Linked DNA regions of Sus scrofa: region 2 is linked to region 1. Evidence: chromatin contacts called from public Hi-C data. All regions are on one chromosome and are shown on one strand. The core of a region is the stretch at or near the end of the contact, and the rest is flanking DNA. Distances in the headings are between cores, read along the strand shown.

What was found. Hi-C and Micro-C count contacts between places; a contact is called where the count stands out from the background.
Region 2: a Hi-C map of embryonic fibroblasts shows a contact between it and region 1, with 2.0 times the contacts expected there. The contact joins the enhancer-like site here to the promoter of CHST2 in region 1. A contact is called at or near these places in 2 of 5 promoter capture datasets (fetal liver and fetal skeletal muscle), 2 of 47 Hi-C or Micro-C datasets (embryonic fibroblasts and retroperitoneal adipose tissue) and 1 of 2 datasets of contacts at active chromatin or transcription factors (alveolar macrophages).

The regions. Positions count from the first base shown.
Region 1 is chr13:83,816,552-83,820,265 of Sscrofa11.1, forward strand. CHST2 (carbohydrate sulfotransferase 2) reads left to right here and starts at 2,101. Exons shown (of 2, transcript XM_003358597.4): 1 at 2,101-3,109; 2 at 3,216-3,714. The coding sequence starts at 3,398.
Region 2 is chr13:84,132,286-84,135,999 of Sscrofa11.1, forward strand. All of the region lies in intron 15 of SLC9A9 (sodium/hydrogen exchanger 9), which reads right to left. Among named protein-coding and RNA genes, the nearest start is that of CHST2, 320 kb to the left of the region's middle. Within about 2 kb of position 1,661, at least 14 of the 83 cell types and tissues checked have an H3K27ac peak or open chromatin away from gene starts, as enhancers often do. A contact at or near this core is called in embryonic fibroblasts and retroperitoneal adipose tissue, where this site is marked.

The DNA of each region.
Region 1 (3,714 bases), core at 851-3,350:
AGATGCTGAAACCTGTAAATTTATGCCATCTGAGCACTCCCTGTGGGGGAGTCTGGCAAATGCATTTATTATTTTGCCAACTTTAGTAAAGTGTTACAAAATTGCAGACAAAATTGTTTCTATGCAAACAATTTTTGAGAAAAGGGTCCTTAAATCAAATAACTGCAATTCACATGCTTTCTGAGTAACCACAAAGCTAGGGACTAAATTTTAAATATTAGACATTATTTTTCAACCATGCTGAATACTAAGGTTGAGATTTTTCTTTCCTCCCAACTTCCTTTGCTTTTAAGGGCCGCACCAGCGGCATATGGAGGTTCCCAGGCTAGGGGTCTAATTGGAGCTACAGCTGCCAGCCTAAACCACAGCCACAGCAACCCCAGATCTGAGCGGCATCTGTGACCTACACCACAGCTCATGGCAATGACGATGGATCCTTAACCCACTGAAGGAGGCCAGGGATAGAACCCACAACGTCATGGTTCCTAGTCGGATACCTTTACTTTGCACCGCAAGGGGAACTCACTCATCAGTCTTTTAACTTGTCAATATCCCTTTAGTTTTTTGGGGAAAGGACAGAGGAAAGAAGGGACAGGGCTAGAGAAAGCTCAGAAAGTGATGTGGGTGGGTCCAGAAATGGAGAGATGGTAAATCATTAAATTATCACCTTAGTTTGTAAATAGGGATTAAAAACGTCTGTCTGTCCTGACGCTACTTGAGCAAGCTGCATATAAAATTCCACCTCTACTCTTCTCCTTCTATTTGCATAAAATCTGTCCTAGAACCATCTCACTCTTACATTCTATCAGAACCATGGCGGTGGGGATGTGTGTGGAAATCTGAATTTTACCTACAGCATTATGCATTTTTCTGGCGAACAAGGCCAAGTCAAGGTTTTGAAACATTTTCTACCCGGAAGACTCATATGAATTAAGTCACTTTCTAAGAGTCCTAGCACTCCGAAGATTCTGTTAAGACTCACTGAAGAGTAGTAACGGCGCAAACAATAACATTTTAAATTTAGAAGGACATTCTGGCTGAGAGAGGCTGGCCCATATAGTACAAAGATAAATCTGCAGTAACTTTGTCAACTTCTAAAAACTCTTTTGGGACAGGAGGCAACAAAAACGCCTTACCAAAGGCCGATGAGCTTCAGGACCGGTAGCGATTCGTAGCTCTTCAGCCAAGGGCTCAAGTAAGGTTTAATTACCTGGGTATCTAACTCCTCTCACCGTTCAATTACTACTGTAGACGCTTATAACTGTCTTCATTTCGGGGATGAATTTTAAGCTACGGCTTAGCCTCTTCTGATGAAGGGGGGATGAGAAGAGAGAGAGGGGCGAGGGGGGAGGGACGGAGAGAGAGCGAGAAAGGGAGAGGCAGGGAGAAGAGAGAGGAAGAGAAAGCTGTTCCTTATTAAAAAAAAAGGCGGGGGGGTAATACTTAAACCAACTAAACACGATCTACTAAATATGATCCGACAACGGCGTTTCCTTTAAGGTCAAATCGCTTGATCTCATTTCTAAAACCAAAAAGCAAGACATGTATTTTACGGTAAATTAGAACAGAGTCACCCCTGATGCCCCATCACCCCAGTTCGTTCCCGAGGACATCAGTCACAGCGAACGCATCATCACGAGATGAGATGGGGAGAGCGTCTGCTGGGGGCGTAATAAGACCGAACAGGCTCTCTCCATAGGTGGAGTAAAGCGAGAAGAAGCCCCGCCGGCACACTCCTCCGGAAAACTGAAGCATCTTCTTTAACCTCGGGGTCAGAAAGATTTATTACTTCCTCGGTGAGCGAGAAGCCTCAGGCTAGTTGGAACTGACGAGCGGGGAGTGGGAACCTGAGAGCGACGCTCGGCGTTACCAGAGCTCTCCGGGGCGCGGGTGCGTCCTCAGTTCCCGGAGGGGCCCAGCCGTGCCGACCCGGGGGAAGAGCGGCGTGGGAGGCCGCTGCGGGATTTGTCCAAACTTTATCACCAACTCTTTCCGAGAGCAAAAACGGACGATTGAGCCCGGCAGCGGCGAGCAGAATCCAAGTTTCTCAGAGGTCGGGGCGCCGGAGCGCTCTTAACCCCCGAGTCAGCGCCCTGGCGCTCAGCACACGGACTGCTACGGCCTCCACCGCGCGGATGGCGGCCGGAGCGACGCCGCTATAAATTGGTCCCCGCATCTCCAACCCCCAAGGCGTCGGCGGCGGGAGCCGGGCGCTGAGTCGGGGGCGGGCGCGGGACGCGCGGAGGAGGAGCGCAGCGCGGTGAAAGGGGAGGAGTCCCAAGGATAGACGGTGGCGCGCACCAACCCGGCGCCTGCTGGCAGGAGCCGTGCAGAGGCTGGCCCGAGCGCGTTGCAGCCGCTCGGCGTAGGGAGAGTCGGGTAGCAGCATCCTCCCAGGCGCCGCTTTCGCGCGGCGGTGGCAGCGGCTGCGGCTGGGGCTTTCTCAGTCCGGATTTCTCGTTGGCCCGAAGAGGCTGGTGCCGGGGGGCGGGGCGGGCAAGGGAGCTGCGGACCCCAGCTCTTTTGCTTAGAGCTGTGTGTAGGGGATTTCTGGGCCAGTCGGAGGCTGCGGAGCGGCGGGGGCGCCGGCAATGCCCGCTCGGGCATCCTCTGGGTGATGGAAGAAGCAGCTGCTGCCGCCGCCGCTGCAGGGTCGCACTGCGCCCCATCTACAGCCTTCCGAGAGATGGGAAGATTCGGGGCGCAGAGGCCGAGAGCGAGAGAGGCGGAGCCGCTTTGCCTGGAGCTGGGTCCGGTTTAAGCCCCCTCCCCCCAACTTCCCCCGGCCAGCTTCACCCCCCCGCCCCGAGCGAGGAAGGAAGCTACTGTCCCGAGAGGGCGGCGGCGACGCCGCTGGAGCCGGTCGCAGTGGGCTTAGCGGAGGGCAGAGCAGGGCTCCAGGCCCGTTGAAAGTTTCCCTTCCCCAGCCTCAGGGCGCCTGCTGCCAGGAAACTCTGCCCAGGGCTTGGGCTGCGGATTCCCGCGACCCCCTCGGAGGCAGGGGACCCCGAGCGGAAAACAGCGCTTGAGAAATCGAGGAACGAGTGACAGCAGGACAGACAGCCGGGCCGTGATCCCGGGCCGCTCCGGGGCGCGCCTGCGGCTCCAGGTGAGCTGGGGAGCCAGGCAGACCCGAGGGTGGGCGTTACTTAGGAGGAGGTGGAGGCTGGGGAGGAGGATTGGGGAGCATCGACTTACTCCGCTTCCCCTCGTAGGTCCTTCTCGGAGCCGCTGCCATGGGAGAACCAACCCTAGGCGCCGGGGACCAGCCGCCGCTGCTGCCGTGCCCACCTCGGAGCCGCGGCCCAAGTCCCCGCGTCCGAAGCCGGGCCGCTGCGTCCCCCTCCCGGGTTGCAGGGCCGCCTCCGCCGCGCTGCCGGCCTGGGCTGTGCCTGTGATGAGCCGCAGCCCGCCGCGAGCCCTTCCCGCGGGCGCGCCCCCCCGGTTGCTCCCGGCCGCGCCTGCCGCCGGGCCGCGCGCCCTGCTCCCACCGTGGCCCCGGCGCCCGGGTCGCCGCTGGCCCGCGTCCCCGCTCGGAATGAAGGTGTTCCGCAGGAAGGCACTGGTGCTGTGCGCGGGCTACGCGCTGCTACTGGTGCTCACCATGCTCAACCTCCTGGACTACAAGTGGCACAAGGAGCCGTTGCAGCAGTGCAACCCCGACGGGCCGCTGGGTGCTGCGGCGGCAGGAGGTGCTGGGGGCGGCTGGGGGCG
Region 2 (3,714 bases), core at 411-2,910, 320 kb after region 1:
AAAGAAAAACAGGATTGGAGTGGCAGGTGAGTAGAGACTAATGGAGGCTCACTTAGGTGTGACAGGCTGGGAGGGCACGCAGTGCTGTGCAAAGAAACCGGGTGGGTTTATGGGGCCCCTGAGGGTGGGAGCTGGGGATGAAGGACAAGGATTTTCCTACTTCGATTGGAAGAATGTTCTCTGAGGTTGCGATCCTTTGATTGTTTCCAGTACTTAAGCATGATCAACTGCCATTTAAGCTGTGTAAGGTATGACTAAGGACTCCGGTTACAGCTTTGAGGAAAGAAAGAAGTTTTTGAATCCTCTGTAAGCCTTTCTGGCTGAACAGACAGGTGAAAGCACGGTGTACCACAAGCCATCCTATAGGTGAACAGAGAAGGGCGGCGGGGGGCGGGGGATGGAAAAATTACATTTTGAGGCAAGGTTTGGAGTGATTTTATCATCACCTGCTTTCCATTTATGATATCTCAAAGTCACTGCAAGGTTCCTGCACTGCTTGTGTGGGTGCCTCCTAGCTGATGAGGTGAGTATTGTTTTCAGGTTTAAGCATTATAGTGTTAAGATATAACCTCATTTGCTGCTCTTTTAATTGCTGCTTTGTGATGTTTTATCTATTTTAATTACTGTTTTAATGTGCTGCTTGTACCCCGAGGTGCTGGTAACATTTTAAGAAATGAAGAACTAGATAAACAAATAATGCACAGGTGAAGGATCCCATTAGTCAAACCTGTAACTAAAAGAGCATTTTCTACTTGCCCAGTGTTGAGTGTTAATGAGCAATAGTCTCTCTTTCAAGTGTAAGGACTGAAGTGTGATGTTCAGACCTGGACAGACATGGAGCCTGGGTAGAAATGAGAGTGGAAGGCAATATTCCCAAAGGCTCCCTTAGTTTCTAATAACTAAACTTCATGCTATCATGTTTAAATTTGCTCTTACGTTCTCAACAAGTCTTTAAAAGTAACAATAGTGCTAATGAAGACAAAAGTATACATTTTCCACTTAATCCTAGCAGCAATTGAATTGTCGTTCTCTTGGCCAGGAAACAAATTCCACAGACCCAGTTCTTAACCTGAGTCATGTTACCCTTAGTCACACACTCGATGGCATTCCTTGGCTCAGTAAAGTAGGAAATGGATGGTCAGTTCAGAGTTTCCTGACCTGAAGTAGGTGCTGTAATGACATAATGCCCCTCTGCTCCCTCCATGGCCACGCCAAGATTTTTATTTCCGCATTTAAGCACAGGCAAGGTCAAAACAATAGATGAAATTTCATAAAACAGTAGTAGTTACGCCTAAATGTTTTTACTGACTTCCTAAAAACATGCTGGAATCAGCTCCAACTGCGTTTATAAATGAAAAAGGAAATGGAGTTCAACACCCTCACCACAAAATTCTTTGGTCCTGACTTGGCCAGATTTCCTTCCCGTAAACAGGGTCAAATGTGAGTCCAGCCAATTGTAAACTAAGGTCCTGATCTCCTGGAGCCTCATGATCAAAGATGTCAACGAAGCCACCACAAAGTCCTGATGCAACATCTTAGCATGGAGAAAGGCCAGGCTGATGATCAGCTCGGGGGGCCAAGAGCCCTTGGAGTGAATATGACTCGTGGAACAACTTTACCATGCCTCCTTCCCCTCCACCCAACGCGCGTGCACACACACACACACACACACACACACACACACACACACACACCACACACACACCCCTCTGCTTCTACAGACTCTCTCTATGGAGCTGGTACTGTGACTTTCTACTACTCTCAGATAGTTTTAAAAAAGAGTCCTTGGGTCACCTGTAATCACAGATATAGTCCCAGGCAATAACTATGTTCAGTAGCATGTAATAATATCAGAATCTGAATTCCACTGGAAGTGAGTTCCCCCCCTATCAGCCTGGGCCTGCTGCAAGGCATCATCTTTCTTTTGATTCTCCTGGTATTTGCTCAATGGAATGTGAGTAGACATGATGCACACCATGTCCAAGTAGAAGCTTTTAGAAACTCTGGGAGTTTCGGCTCCGTTTCTTGTCTTCTGCCACGAGACAACAGCACATTCCAGGTTCCAGGCTGCTCCATTAGCCTGGGTCTTAGAATGACAACACAGATGGCAGAGCTCCAGCCGACCTGCAGCCAAGAGGGGTCCAGCCTGGTTGGGCTGAAGCTAAGTAGAACCTAGGACAGTCAAGCAGACCTCCTAGCCTTTACATAACTTGAACAAGAAACATCTTTGTGGCTGCAAATCATTGACATATTTGGGCTACTGTCCCTGAAGCAAAAGCTGACTAGCTAAGTAGTAACACAAAAGGTATTTGGAAAATTAGAGGGAGTATGTCCTAGAATCCAGGTGAAGAAGGAGGTTGCAATTAAGAAGGAAGATCAACTGATTTAAAAGCTGTTGATAGCCCAGTAAAATTAAAGGTGGGGCTTGACCACTGGATTTAGCAACATGGAGGGGAGCATCGGACTGGAGAGAACAATTTTGGAAGAATGATGAAGGCCACAGCAGTATCAGAGGACATTCAAGAGAGAATGAGAGGTGAGGATTTGTTAATACTGAGAGTTGAAAACTCTTGAGGAATTCTGCAGTAAAGAACAGCAAAGAATGAGGCTATAGCTGGAAGGGGATGTGTGGACAAGAAAGATTTTTTTTTTCTTTTTTCCTTTTTTAGGGCCGCTCCTGAGGCATATGGAGATTTCCAGGCTAGGGGTCTAATCGAAACTATAGCCACCGGCCTACACCACAACCACAGCAATGAGGGATCCAAGCCGTGCCAGCAACCTACAACACAGCTCAGGGCAACACTGGATCCTTAACCCACTGAGCAAGGCCAGGGATTGAACCTGAAACCTCATGGTTCCTGGTCAGATTCGTTAACCACTGTTCCACAAACTCCGGAAAGATTTCTTGCTTTTACTTTTTTAAGGTGAGAGAATTTTTTTTCCCCTCTTTTTGGCTATACCCTCAGCATATGGAAGTTCCTAGGCCAGGGATCAAATCCAAGCAGCAGCTGTGACCTACCTCACAGCTGCAGCGATGCCAGATCCTTAACTCACTGTGCAACAGTGGGAACTCCCAAGATGAGAAAAATTAAACTAGGTTCTTAAATCAGTTAGTGAAGGGGGTAAATGATGACATGAGAAAGAAGAGGGACAAATGCTGGAGTGATGTTTTTCAATAAGTGAGAGAGGATGACACTGACACACAAATAGGAGGATGGGCCTTAACTGGAGCAAGGTCACTTTGTCCCTCATAATACAATGGAAGGTGGATTTTAAGGGCATTGATGCAGGAAATTAAGTAGATAAAGGGGGTACTTGTGAAAATTACCTATCTACCTATCTATCTATATTTTGCTATCTTATTTTAAAAAATTATTAAAGTATAGTTTATTTACAGTGTGCCAATTTCTGCTGTATGGTATAGTGACCCAGGCTGTATACGTATGTGTGTGTGTGTGTGTGTACATTTTTTTTTTCCCATATGGCATTTGCAGCAACATGGATGCAACCATAGATTCTCATACTAAGAATACTAAGTGAAGTAAGTCAGAAAGAGACAGATAAATACCATGTGGTATCACTTATATATGGAATCTAAAGCATGGCACAAATGAACCTACCTACAAAATAGAAACAGACTCACAGACATGGAAAACAAACTTGTGTTTGGCAAATGGGAAGGGCAGCAAGTGGGATGCACTGGGAGTTTGGGGT